3 separate regions of the Mus musculus genome follow, and all the other regions are linked to region 1. A link is a contact called in public HiChIP or PLAC-seq data. All regions are on one chromosome and are shown on one strand. The core of a region is the stretch at or near the end of the contact, and the rest is flanking DNA. Distances in the headings are between cores, read along the strand shown. Region 1 overlaps Nmnat2 (nicotinamide nucleotide adenylyltransferase 2). Region 2 overlaps Ncf2 (neutrophil cytosolic factor 2). Region 3 holds the start of Ncf2 (neutrophil cytosolic factor 2).

What was found. HiChIP or PLAC-seq counts read pairs in DNA pulled down with a chosen protein or histone mark.
Region 2: an H3K27ac HiChIP or PLAC-seq map of embryonic stem cells shows a contact between it and region 1, with 5 read pairs. The contact joins two enhancer-like sites. A contact is called at or near these places in 3 of 115 datasets of contacts at active chromatin or transcription factors (embryonic stem cells and neural stem cells).
Region 3: a contact with region 1 is called in an H3K27ac HiChIP or PLAC-seq map of embryonic stem cells, with 6 times the contacts expected there. The contact joins the promoter of Ncf2 here to the enhancer-like site in region 1. A contact is called at or near these places in 2 of 39 promoter capture datasets (cranial neural crest and stem cell-derived epiblast-like cells), 38 of 484 Hi-C or Micro-C datasets (the C2C12 cell line, the HL-1 cell line, the MNK3 cell line and 16 more), 20 of 115 datasets of contacts at active chromatin or transcription factors (cardiomyocytes, embryonic stem cells, extraembryonic endoderm stem cells and 3 more) and 1 of 9 other capture datasets (embryonic stem cells).

Annotation. Positions count from the first base shown.
Region 1 is chr1:153,037,153-153,041,859 of GRCm38.p6, reverse strand. The region is part of intron 1 of Nmnat2 (nicotinamide nucleotide adenylyltransferase 2); the gene reads right to left. Among named protein-coding and RNA genes, the nearest start is that of Nmnat2, 84 kb to the right of the region's middle. Within about 2 kb of position 1,594, at least 107 of the 459 cell types and tissues checked have an H3K27ac peak or open chromatin away from gene starts, as enhancers often do. A contact at or near this core is called in the HL-1 cell line, the MNK3 cell line, the N1E-115 cell line and 9 more, where this site is marked.
Region 2 is chr1:152,829,189-152,833,731 of GRCm38.p6, reverse strand. Ncf2 (neutrophil cytosolic factor 2) reads right to left here. Exons shown (of 16, transcript NM_010877.5): 9 at 3,239-3,380; 10 at 2,971-3,039; 11 at 2,043-2,118; 12 at 387-409. Among named protein-coding and RNA genes, the nearest start is that of Ncf2, 31 kb to the right of the region's middle. Within about 2 kb of position 1,266, at least 60 of the 459 cell types and tissues checked have an H3K27ac peak or open chromatin away from gene starts, as enhancers often do. A contact at or near this core is called in embryonic stem cells, where this site is marked.
Region 3 is chr1:152,797,246-152,801,784 of GRCm38.p6, reverse strand. Ncf2 (neutrophil cytosolic factor 2) reads right to left here and starts at 1,632. Exons shown (of 16, transcript NM_010877.5): 1 at 1,272-1,632.

The sequences.
Region 1 (4,707 bases), core at 345-2,844:
CGCTAAGGCTCTAGAGCTCAGTTCTAGAACATTGGCTGGATCAACAGGCACCGTTTATGTTGGATGGTCTCTGGGAGGTAGCGTGTGTGTGTGTGTGTGTGTGTGTGTGAAGTTGTTAAGTAATAAAGAAAAAGCAAGTGGTATAATCTTACTTATGTCTTTGTTTTGGTTTGATTTTTGAGACAGGGTCTCACTATTTAGCCCTGGCTGTCCTGGAACTCACACTGTAGACTAGGCTGGACTCAAACTCAGAAATCTGCCTGCCTCTGTCTCCCAAGTGCTAGGATTAAAGGTATGCACCACCTCTCCCCAGCTACTTACATCTTAAGAAAAGCCCCTGGGCTGTGAGAAGAATAGATCGAGAAACAAAATCATCACAGCCAAGATGAGAATCCATTTATTGGAGGGAGGAGAGAGGATGTAGCTCTGATGTAGAGCAACTGGATAATCAGTGTCAAGCAGGGTGCCGGGAGAGTGGGACCAGTCTCCACCCTCACAGGATGGAGGGAGAGGGGGTGGCAGGCACCACACCATTTCCCCAACATGTACTGAGCTTTTTTTAATGGAAAAGTGGAGACAGAATCAGGAAGGAGACTTCTTTCAGTTAACATGACACATTATGGAATGTGTTGACTTAGCACTACTGAGCCAACAAGCCCATGGGCCATGTTGGCATGCATCCCTTCTTCTCCCAGCAACAGCTTCCTTACTGCAGCACTTTGTGCTGTTTTTGGTCCAATGATGCTTTGAAACTTCAAATAACTTTGGACCTTGCTGGGACCAGTAGTTTTCAGATCATTCATTTGCCACGGACCAAGTAACAGGATGGGGAGGCTGAGGAGAGTGGGAAATGTTTGTCCGACCGCATGGAGTTCTCTGCACACCCACACACCAGGTCACTTTTCATTGTCATAAAGACATTTCTTAGTGGCTCAGGCAGCTCTCTCGGGAGCAGTGCCTGGAGATTTAGAGTCTTTGGATGCTGGTCTTTTCTGTGTGTCCCAGGCAGCTCCTCGCTTGTCCTGTCCCTCCTCTTCCTGGCTCCCCCATTTTAGAGGTGCTGGCTGTCAATGCCACACATTCTCCCTGACATCCTCTGTAACTCTGCAAGCAGCTTTCCTGCAAAAACCCTTACTAAATGTTGGAGCTCATCATATCAGCTGTCCCTGAAGCTCCCTGGCAGTCATGGAGTGGCTACAGCCAACACTCCAGCCAGAATGAAGAGAGCAGGAAAGAGGAGGGTGTTCTTGGAGAAGAGCATCACCTGGTATTTCACACCACACAGAGCCCTGAGAGCACAATGTAGATAGGTCATCTAGAGGTCACAGGTCATGACCTCACTCCCTGTCACCCTGCTCTACTCTTTCTCACTTCAGAGGTCCCAATGTTCTACTCTGAAGCTGAGATCAGCTAACCCTGAATGCTCAAAGAGCATTCTCAAGAGAGAATCCTGGGCGCTCCCAGAAAGGTGAACCAAGTCTTTCTGAGGAGTGCCCTCTGGTGGAATTCACCATCTCTGCCCCCTTGGGCAATGCCCTTGGACAATAGGCCTTTGTTCTCTAGATCCTTTGAAGGGGAGTGGAAAGCAGAGCGAATCCCTGCAGAGCCTCAGGCTGAGTCAGCACCAGTATTGTTGACCTGCTCTTTTGTGCACAGTGTCAGGAGCTGGTGACTCTCCTGGCTCTAGTCCAGGACACTTGCTTCTCTCTGTCCTGTCTGCTAGCCTCCCAATGCAGTGCTACTGCCGTGTGGCTTAAAGTCTTTTCATCCTGTGGAAGAGATCTTGAGAAACATCGTCTTGGTCTACAGTGTTTTTCTGTACTGGCTTGGGGACCCACAGTGATAGGAAATTGACACCCAGTTTGTGAACTCTGACCCTTTCCTTCCCCACCCTTAGCTGAAGGGACTAGAATAGTAGTCGATAGAAATCCTGCCTTGGATATCTGGATGAGAAGACAGCATACAAGAGAAGGGAAACGTGCAGACAGCTCTTGTGGAGGCCTGAGGGGCTACTGTGGACCATTTCTGAGCTGTTCATGCAGAGGAAACAATTCTGCAGAAAGAACAGTGAATTAGATACAGAGCAAGAGGAAAGAAGAGAGGGCAGATACTCTAGTGGCTCCCCAGTGCTTTCTAGGTTTGGGGTTCTGGCTTCTCTGAAGTTCATTTCCACCTGTGGGGTTCATGATTTCTTTTTCAATAACATACTTCTTGCTAAAATGATTTTTATCTCTAACACTCCACAAATAAGAACAGCAGCAATGATACCATCAGCAATTCTCCTAAGAAACAGTGCTAATTTTAACACACCCTCTCTGTCTGTCTGTCTGTCTCTCTGTCTCTGTCTGTCTCTGTCTCTCTCTCTGCGTGAGAGAATGTCTTACTTAGGGATTTCTTGCTGTGAAGAGACACCATGACCACTGCAACTCCTATAAAGGAGAACCTTTAACTGGGGATGGCTTTCTCTCTCTCTTTCTCTTTCTTTCTCTGTCTCTCTGGCTCTTTCTCTCTGTTTAAGGGTATTAAACACTTAGAGCCAAGTTGGTGGGATACACCCATAATCCCAGCATTCAGTGGGCAAGTCAGAGCTGTGCAGAGAGACCCTGTCTCACAACAAAGCACAAAAAGTTGCTTATAAGACTTAGTCCAAGCCGGGCAGTGGTGGCGCATGCCTCTAATCCCAGCACTTGGGAGGCAGAGGCAGGCGGATTTCTGAGTTCGAGGCCAGCCTGGTCTACAAAGTGAGTTCCAGGACAGCCAGGGCTACACAGAGAAACCCAGTCTCAAAAAACAAAAACAAACAAACAAACAAAAAGAACAGCCCTTAGCAGCTCCATTACAGAGCCTGTCATGTAGATGACTCTGCTGAGACTATTATCCAAGGCCTAAGGTCTCCCAGTGGTGGTTTGAATAGACTCATGTATGTGAACACTTGGGCCATAAGGAGTGGCACTATTAGGAGTTGTGGCCTTGTTGGAGTAGGTGTGGCCCTGAAGGAAGTGTGTCACTGTGAGGTGGGCTTTGAGGTCTCATATGCTCAAGCAATGTGTGGAACACAGTCTTTTTCTGCTGACTGTGGATCAAGATGTAGAACTCTTCAGCACCACATATGACTGCATGCTGCCATACTCCGCTATAGCGATAAAGGACTGAACCTCTGAAACTGTAAGCCAGCCCCAGTTAAACAGTTTCCTTTATAGGAGTTGAAGTGGTCATGGTGTCTCTTCACAGCAAGAAATCTCTAAGTAAGACATTCTCTCATGCAGGGATACGACCAAGGCCAACCGTTCCTTCCCACCGGCATCCACTGTCACTTTTCTGACAAGTGTCTGCCTTCCTCCCTCCTCCATCTCATACAGGAATCCTCAAGGTGAGATGCAGGCAGCTACAGTGGCGGCTGGGCCCACACTTGGCTGAGAATGCTATGGAGCATCCCGAGCAGGTATTGCGGCTGAAAGGTAACCTCATGTATCTAGCCTGTCCTCTGAAAGATGTGGGCGGGATCCATGGGTGACAGCACACCCCGGATAGAGATCATGTTTATTTACCCCCAGCCTGTGCCCCAGCTTTGATGCTGGGGCTTTCCCTTACCACCAGATATCAATCAGAGGGTACCAGGGTTCAAAAGACACTTCGCGGGGCTTCCAGGAACAAGGAGTTGGGTGGGTGCCACACAGTTGGAGCGGTTTGTTAGGAGATAGTCATCTCTAAGTGTCCTGAGCAAAGAGGACAACTCCGGGCAATGCCCACATGCTTGGGGCTTTCATGTCACAGTGCAGAGGCTTGGGGGTGGGGGTGGGCATTGGCTTCCCTGGGTCTGCTCCATCAGTTAAGTGTAGTTCTACATACAACTTCATGCATCACACAACTGCACATCTCCACCACCGGGGAGCGTTCCTGTATTAGTATTTTAATGTGCCATGGGTACCTTGTGCTCATTTGCTTGTGGGTACAGTGTGCCCCTAGACTGAGCCAGCCTTTGTCTTAGCCAGCTGGCTTCTTTCATATGTTAATTTCGAAGCCTTTGCTTAAGGACCTCCCACTCTGCCCTTCTCTCAGGCTTCAACTCCAACCCCATGAATGGGGGGAAGAGGTGACTGGTTGTCTAGCAAGGAAATTAGGTGAGATAGAGCAAGGCTGTGGTGATGGAGAACCTGTGTCTGGAGCCACCACTGGCTCAAATTCAGATCTACCATTCTCCAGCTGCGTGAATGTAGGCCGGCACTTAACTCTTTGATGTCTCTCTTGCCTGCCTGTAAAACTGTGTCTGTCACACAGGATCAGTATAAGCACTGCCTTAAGGAACACTAGGGAAGCATTTTGAATATGGTCCAGCATACAGTGTAAACAAACCCTACAAGCCAGCAGAGCCTGCTTGGTGGTCTGTAACTTCAGCTACTCAGGGGCCTGAGACAAAAGGGTGGGGGTTCAAACTGAAACAAAGTAACAGAAACAAACTGAAACAAAGTAACAGAAACCCAAACTCTGAGGTGTGGGTTAGTGCTAATGTGCATGCTTAGTGTGCTGATTGTTCAACGCCAGAACCGAATAGGAAGGAAGGGAGGGAGAATGGGAAGAATGGAAGGTCGGAGGGAGGGAAGAAGAAGAAAAGGCAAAAGTTCTCTGAAGCTCACTGTCATGGTTTGTATATGTTTGATCCAGGAAGGGGCACTATTTGGAGGTGTGGCCCTGTTGGAGTAGGCATGT
Region 2 (4,543 bases), core at 17-2,516, 210 kb after region 1:
ACAGCATCCTGGACCACCACAGCCTTCCACCACTTTGTGTATGGGCACCAGGAGTGCCTCAGGGAAAGGGGGGTGTTTAATAAACAGCTGGTTTTTACCAGTTAATAATAAATCTAATAAGTTAAAAAATCAGTAGACAACTGTATATTAATAAACAGCCCATTTCTGCATTCCCTGAGAGGTCTTTCAGAGGGCTCCAATCCAGCACACTGAGACAGAAGTTTCTACTGAGCTATGTGCTCAGCTAGGGGCTAGGATGACGTGTAGATGGAGAGTCAGGTAGCAACTGATTCAACCCTTTCATTGATAGTCCATATTCTAAGAGATATCTCATGCTAGACAAGCCATGCTCACCCATCTCCACTTGGAAACAAGGAAAAACTTACCTTGGGCTCTTTTTGCTTGTGACCTAAATGGAAAAGGAGATGGTAAGTGAACACTCATAGTGGCACCTGCCACCCACAGTGCCCATCTCCCTACCCTTTAACATCCAGGGTGGATCTAGAGGAGCATAGAGAGCGCAAATGTGTGAGCAGAGCTGGTGTCTGCTTCCAGGGCGCTGCAGGTAGGTAACTATGGGGACTGGCTCAAAGGCCAGCTAACCCTGGAGGATCCAAGACAGACAGAGGGAAGATGGACGTGTGATAACCCCAGGCCCCAGGCAGAAGCACCAGGAAGATGATTACCATTTCATGGCCCTGTTTTGTGTGTGTTTATGGTCTGAAATGCACACTATGTTAGCACAGCAAAGTGTGTATAAGTGAAGTCTGAGACCCTTTACTACTGAGGATGGAAGAACCTCTGTGCTGCTGATTATTCGAATCCCTTGGGAACTTTTGCTAAAATCAATCAAAGGCCTAGGAGCCTGGTACTCCAACCTTTTCAGTGTGTGTCCTCCAGACAGAAAAGGTAAGAAAAAAAACTATGAGGGACACTGGATGGGGCCACCGAGGCATTTACATGTGGAGTAGGTGATACCTATCAAGGGCAGATGTTCTGGATGAGAAGTGCACTCTGTAGGCAGAAGCCATGCTTGTTCCCAGGGGACTTCTATCCTGGTAGGCTCGATCATGGATCTCTAACTTATATTTAAGTGGCTCTCAGGGGAGGAGGGGTAGAGAAGAGTCCAAATACATGAAGTAAAATGTAAGTAGCTGACGGGTTGTTTCCATTTAAAATGTTTGTGATGCAAGGGCACACGCCCTGACATGCACGGAGGCAAGCCATGCTCCTTTGTGGTGTTGATTCTCCAGTTCCTGTTTTATGGAGGCCCTGTGAGTGCACTCAGGCCACAAGGACTGTGCAGCAAGCGTCTTTGACTGTGGAGCCACCTGGCTGGCCCAGAGCTGCTGTGTTTAAGTGAAAAGTGTTGTGGCACTCAGTGTACCCCACCTCCAACTTCTCTGTAGGTTCGCAGCTTTCCAAATAAGTATGCAGGGGAGGGCCACCAAAGCAGTCTTTGGTCATCAGGTGGTCGTGCGCAGGATGACTCTGTCATCTACTGGAGCATCTGCTGAAGCTCACCAGGAACAAAGAGTCATCATTTTCCCACCCCAGATTATGAGAAGTCCTTCTGGGAAGATCTTCCATCCACACCATCCAGTGGTCCTTTGTTCAAGCCCTGGGGGCTCTGCTCTGCAGACATGTGCAACTCAGTGGTTTGACAAGAGCTGAGGTGTGAAAATGCGCTTGCTGCAGCCTTTTTCCTCCCACCGGCTTTAGGTAGTTAGCAAAGGATCACCTGGTGACTGCTCTGATGATGGCCACTGGCGGGCCCCATTACCTGCACTCATTTCTAAGCAGGTGAGGGCAGGGCACTGCCATCATGTTTCAGGGGGATGATGGATGGTGCAAGCAAGACAGGGCTCTGGAAAAATGTAGTCATAAAGCAAGGTGCATGCTGGGTAAAACAAGGAGCATGCTAGGTAAAGCAAGGTGCATGGTATGCAAAAGAAACGAGAATTTCCTAAATGACTCTGAAAACAGCTGTCTGTTTTCATGAAGCATCTGAGAGAGAGAGCTCCTTCCTCGGGGCCACCAACCTGGTGACAACTGGAGTCTTCCTGGGGGGCTAGAATTAGGAGGTGGTGGAATATCGGATTCTGGAGAGGTATCTTCCTGGAGGTGACAAGAGGAAACAAAAAGGTCAGACAAAAGCACAAGAGGGTTTCCTTGGAAAGAAGCTAGATGCAAATGGCTTCCTAAAGTGGAACGCTATGACACAGGAAAGGAGGCTAACTCTCAGGAGCAATAAGAACCCTAACGCCCACATACAAAACCCTTTGCCATCTTTTCGACCATGCTGAAAACCCATCAGCGTCAGGTGACATGGCACGCTTCTGTCTCAGCTGCGGAGTGTACTGAGAAAGGGAAAATTCCATTTCCCATTGGCAGGACATTTTCAACTTCAAAGCACCTCAGTTCTGTGACTCAGCACACGCTGTTCTTGAGTGTGAAGAGAGACTATAGGCTGTCTGTCATCAGAGTGCCACGTAGCTAAAGATGACAGACTTCTGATCCTCCTGCCTCCACATCCCATGTGTTAGGAGCATATGGCTTCCCGTCTGATTTGTTCCGCACTGAGGATTGAGCCCAGGGCTTCATGCTATGCGAGTGCTCTCCCATTGGAGCTACATCCCCAACTCTTACTTTCCTTTTCAGTGGCACTGTACCAACCAAACAAGCTGACTCTTCTCCCTGGTGAAGAGGCGGGCTTGGGAATACCTAGCCCTAAACCGTTAGGCTTTGCTGCCTATGTCTCCCTGACCAGGAGGACTAACAGAGGTAGGCCAGTCCAGTAGAATAACTGTTGCCTCCACTCGACACAGGCTCAGCTCTGGGCATCTGATACCAGCTTGAGTGGCCCAGATCTGTTGAGTCTTCCTTCTATGACAGGGAGGCCATCCCTTTCAACTCTAGAGAGTTGTGTGAAGGGTGAGAGCAACAGGCTAGGCCTCAGCACGACAGTACCTGGGGCTGCGACTGAGGGTGAATCCGAAGCTCAACTGGCTCCAGGTAGTTGCAGGGGACAAGCCCCTTCTGCAGTGTCACATTCCAGAATCCAGAAGGGAAAACAAAGACTCATTAGTACCCAGAGCATAGAACAGCCTGCAGCCATGGGTAGAAACAGCACACAGATGATGACCTTTGGGAGTTCTGCAAATGATGCAGCAGATACTGTCTCTGTGCCCTTAGCATCTCCCCGAACCACCCACCCCACCCCACCCCACCCCCATACCTGTCCATTGAACATGACTGTGGCCCAGTTATCACTGCCCTTCTTCAAGACAAAGACGATGTTCCCAGGCATGACCTGTAGCTCTTCTGGCGTCTCCGGCACAAAGCCAAACAATACGCGGTGTGCCTCACCTTCCAGAGCCCTGAGGGGTACACAGAAGACTGAGCCCACCATTCAGCTTGGACCATATCCCCTTACTGGGGAAGCACTTGAGGCCAGAGACTTAGCTTGGCACTCACTCTAATTCCACATCTTACTGCCTACAAGACCAGTGTCGGGTGCTGCCACCCAGGACCCCGAGAAGACAAGGCGAGAACACCATGTGAGTGTGTTCTGTAGCACACAGGAGTTCCCCTTCTCCCAGGGAACACCACGATGGGATCCAAGAACCCAAAAGTTACATGCTTTTAACTCTTGTAGCCTGTGGTGTGACAGCAGGTCCAGAATAAATTCCTTTCCCTTAGCACTTGCTGGCCTGTACTTCCAGCAATCCTCCTGTCTCTGCCTCTCAAAGGTGGGGGTCAGAAATGTGAGCCTCCGCTGGGTGGTGGTGACACATGCCTTTAATCCCAGCACTCGGGAGGCAAAAGCAGAGGCAGGCAGATTTCTGAGTTCGACGCCAGCCTGGTCTACAAAGAGAGTTCCAGGACAGCCAGGGCTACACAGAGAAACCCTGTCTTGGAAAAAAAAGAAAAAAAAAAGAAATGTGAGCCTCCAGGCTGGAGAGATGGCTCAGTGGTTAAGAGTATTGATTTCTCTTCCGGAGGTCCTGAGTTCAATTCCCAGCAACCACATGGTGGCTCACAACCATCTGTAATGGGATCTGATGTGTGTCTGAAGACAGCTACAGTCTAGTCACATACAAAAAACAAATAATTATTAAAAAGAAAAAAAAAAAAGAAACGTGAGCCTCTGTACCTTGCTCATTTCCCTGTTAAGTCAACTTTCACTTTTGAACCTAAAAGACAACTTTATAGCTTTGGCGTTAACAAATTGCAGGTCTCAGTACTACCCTTGCGTTTTGGGTCCATTGTTAATGAACCAGAGGGTACTTGAATAAGCACCATGACACTGTGCCAATCCTTCCCAAAAGATAATATTTTTACTTTATTTTATTGAACTTGCTTCATTTCTATTTTTCAAAGCTTTAGTTATCATGTCTGGGGGGCATATGTGCCGCAGTGCACAAGCGGAGGTTAGGGGACAGTTCTGCGCTGTCATTTCTCTCCTTCCACCTAGATGTGAGTTTGAGGCTCCAGCGCAGTGAGTCGCCAGGCTTGCACAGACAGCTTCTCCCCCTCTGAG
Region 3 (4,539 bases), core at 383-2,882, 240 kb after region 1:
TACGTGACTTTAGATAGCCACAGGTAGCCTTTAAAATCATGACTGCTGTTTTATTTGGTTGGCAGACTACCCTAGTCACAATGAATGTGTAAGGTATACTTATTCTTTCAAAGAACCCTCATATTAAGCATGCAAGAGACTGGGGTCATTTTCAGCTCTGTATACTTCAAACAATGCCAGCATCTTCCTAGGGATACTTAGTAAAACTCTCATGATTGGCTGAATGGGTAATTAACCAAATAAACAATTGAGACCCTAAATGTGGATTCTCATCATACGTTTTTCTGAAGACTTTACTGTTATCCATCCTCCCAGCCTACCCCACCCCACCCCACCGGTACTGAAGATCAAACCCAGAGCCTCTCACATGTTGTGCAAGTACTTTACCGTTGACCTCCAACTCCAGCCCCTTCCCCGGCTTTTAAAAAATGATTTTGAGACAGGATCTCACTAGGTTTCCAAGACTGTCCTTGAACTTGCTTTGCAGCCTAGGTCTGGCTTGAATTCGCCACAACCTAAGTAGCTAGAATTCCAGGCCTGTGCAACCAGAGCCCACCTGCCTGTCCTCAGAGAATCAGTTTTGTCTCACACCCGACATGAAACCCTCCCTGACCCCGAGAAGGCCACAGAGATTGATTTCCCTTCCTCTGCATTTCTCTTCATTCTCTATCCCAGCACCTGAACACAGGGGCTCTGCTGTAAGTGCTAGAGGCAGGGAGCGCCCTTCTGCTTTCCTTGTTTCCCACAGAACCTAGCACCTAACATTCTGAGTAAATATGGCAGATCTAAGACATTTTAATAAAATGGTGTCACGCCCCACACATCTTAGCTCTCTTTGGGGCTACAGTCATCCTTTTCAGTTCTGCATTCTTTCAGAATGCTGAACCCCCACACGCTATCCCATCGCAGTGCTGGGGGGCTCTTTCAGATAACGTTATGTGGTTTCTTTCATGATTGCGCTGGGATCGCATATGCAGTTTCTTCGGCTTGCTTCCTCAGGCAAGGACTCTCGCACCGAGGACATCTAAGGCTAAAGACTACTGGAGACCAAGTGGTTTCTGATATCACAGGAGGAGAAGCTGTGAAGTAGTCAATTTTCTTGCTGTGGTAAAACACTCCGACAGAAACATCGTAATGAAGGCAGGGTTGATTTGGGCTCACTAGTCTCCAGGGTACAGTCCATGATGGTGGATAAATCATGGTGTCAGACCCTGAAGCAGCTGGTCACAAGGCACCCACTGTCAGGATGCAGGGGACCAACTCATACTCACGTAGCCTTCTTCTCTTTATGCAGGGAGGACCCAAGTCCTGGTCACTTTTCATAGCAGATGCTCTACCTCAGTTAACCTAAGGCAGACGATCCCTCAGAGGTGTGACCTGAGGCTCATCTAGATCCTGTCAAGCTCGAAACACAAAGCTTCACACCGACCTTGTCATCACAGGAAAAGGAAGAGTGTGACGAGTTAGAAACACACTCTGAATGGGAAAAAAAAAAAAGAAAAAGAAAGAAAAGAAATAAGAAAGGAAAAGGAACATGACTGTTCCCAGATATGGTGGAGGAGAGAGTTTATTATAGCTGTGTGGGAGAGAGAGCACAGCCAGAGTCAGGGACCTCCGGGAGAGTGCTGAATAGACAGGAACAGGCTGAGCTGTGCTATGTGGGGAGAGGGAAGGGGAGGAAGAAGGGAGTGGGAGGAGCCAGGCACAGCAGCCAGGAGGCCCAAAGGCACAAAGACAGCAGGTTACAGAAATGATTGGATTATGTAGGGAAGAGCAGACCTCAAGGCCCAAGAGTTCAGGATAGGAGGCAGGGTATGCCTGATAGGAGGCTCTGTGACACGTAGAGGGTGGAGGATTACAGAGAGAAGCTGGTGGCCAGCTCTGCTTTGATATGCTATAGCCACCTAAGCCATTTGTCCCAAGTTCGAAACCCAACCATTTCCACATTTAGTAAGATGGAAATCTCTAAGATTCTCTGTTGATTCCTCTGTTGTAGCAGCTGAAAGCATGTGGTCATTCTGCATGTGTCTGCCAACGTATGACAGTAAGTGAAGCATCCATGCTCCCTCCTCTTTTCTGGGATCTGTTGTCTGAACCACAGCAAAAGCACGGCCCACATTTGGACCGAAACACTCCCAGCCGGTTGGAATACAATGGACACACAGCAAGGCCTGTGAAGTTCTAGCTCTCAAGAATCAGAATTTAAGCCTGGCAGTAGTTGTGCATGCCTTTAATCCCAGCACTTGGGAGGCAGAGGCAGGTGGATTTCTGAGTTCGAGACCAGCCTGGTCTACGGAGTGTTCTAGGACAGCCAGAAACCCTGTCTTGGGGGGTGGGGGGGAGAATCAGAATTTAGGGTCAGGAGAGGGAGCGGTAGGTTCTGCCATGCTCTGCCCTCCAGAGCAGGGGTCAGGGGAGGTGGCAGAGAGGAGACTGAGAAGCACCCGAGCTCAGTTTTTCCCAGGGCTCTTCTGAGTTCCAGCCAAAGTCTAAGCCCTTACAATTTAGTGTGCCATCAAGCTTGCCTTTTGTTTTGGATTTTCAATACAGGGTTTCTCTTTGTAGGCCTGTCTGTCTTGGAACTTGATCAGTAGGCCAGACTGGCCATCTGAGAGACCAAACCTACCCCATCTTGGGACTGTACCCACGTACCAGGAAGGACCACACGGCTTGTCCTTGGCCAGAGGACACTTCCTGGCTACTTCCTATCAATAGTTAATCAAAGATTAGTCTGACTGTTTCAGATGTACCTTCAGGCTATTTGTATACGGCCTTATTTCAGAGCACCCACCTCTCAGCTTATAGCCATTCTATTAGATGCTTGCCAGACTGGACACCCTCTCCCTCACCCCCTCCCTTGCTCCTATTTTTCTATAAAAACTTGTCCTGCTGAGGGTTCGAGGCCGCTCCACCTTCCCTTTCTGTCCTTGCTGTGTCAGGATTGGGATGGAGGAGAGCCCAAGCCTGCGCTTGTAATAAAGAGACCCTAATGCTATTACATCGCAAAGGGCTGCTTGGTGATCTTTTGGAGTTCGTGGTTCCTGGAACAACACATCTAACTGAGAGATCTGCCTCCTGACTTCTGAGATTAATGGCATGTGCCACCCAGCAAATAAGTAACCATTTCTTTCTTTTTCCTCCTCAGGACAGGGTTTTTCTGTGTAGCCCTGGGTATCCTGGAACTCATTCTGTAGATCAGGCTGGCCTCAAATGTTTATCCTCCCGAGGGAAAAAATAGGACCACTACCACAATTTTGAGTCAAATTTAAAGCAAACGTTTTAAATACTGGCCAGGATGATAGACTCTGACCAGGCTATTCCTGAACGCCATAAGGCCATTGTGTTTTGATCAGATCCAATCAGGGGTGAGCAACCATCCTGACCCATTTCCTGTCTCCGTACCTCCTGCCCACATGTCATCTAGCACATTCGTGTAGTTGGCTCAACTGAACCTGTTTGGGGAAGTGAAAACACGTGACTTGCTTCTTCCATAAACAATAGCCTCCGTCATTTCAGGAAGTATCTGTCCTTGGCCAGGGTTTACAGGCCCGAGGCACTTTTTTTTTTTTTTTTTGGTTTTCGAGATAAGGTTTCTCTGTGTAGCCCTGGCTGTCCTGGAACTCACTCTGTAGACCAGGCTGGCCTCGAACTCAGAAATCCACCTGCCTCTGCCTCCTGAGTGCTGGGATTAAAAGTGTGTGCCACCACGCCTGGCCAAGGCACTTTTGTTTCATGGATCTTTTAGGCACAGTAATTAAAATTTAAAACATTACTTTGCCTTTCACATGAACTCACGGAGATCTGCCTGCCTCTGCCTCCAGTGCTGAACTTAAAGGCGTGGGTCTATGCCCAGCTGCAGCAAACTTGTTCTAGTTAGTTCTGTTGTATGCCTTTCCCACAAAACAAAACAAAAACAAACAAACAAACAAAAACCCAAACAGGAAAATAGATGGGAGTTTTTGCTGTGAGATTCTAAACTAATCAATTGCTAACAGGAGATGAGAGTCTCAGAAACAACACAGTCCTGGGGACTATGAAGTTGGGGGGTAATGGAAACTCTCAAGAACTCCAAAGAGGCCAGATGCCCGAAGAATGGATGATACGTGGCTTCTCACTAAGGAGGAACCAGATCAAAGTATGTGAAAGGCAAGACAAACTCCAGAGAGGGTCGTGCTTTCAAAAACATCATGAAAGACACAATATAAAGGCCTCTTAGCACCAGAAGAAGTGTGTGTGTGTGTGTGTGTGTTTTTTGGGGATTCCAGGATGTTGCAAGTAGTTCAGGGAGTTGAAGATACAGAGAGGATGCAGGAGGTAAGAAAGCTGCCTTCAGGCCCAGAGAGATGGCTCAGTGGGTAGATACCCGCTGCCAAGCCTGACGACCTGAGTTTGACCCTCCAGAACATGCAGTGAGGAAGGAAACAACTGCCTCTCTAAGATCCTTTGACCTCCATACTTGTAGCATGGTCCATGTGTCCCGTGTCTTCTCCACATTCTGCACACTCACGCATAAATACACACCCTCTCTGACACAAATTA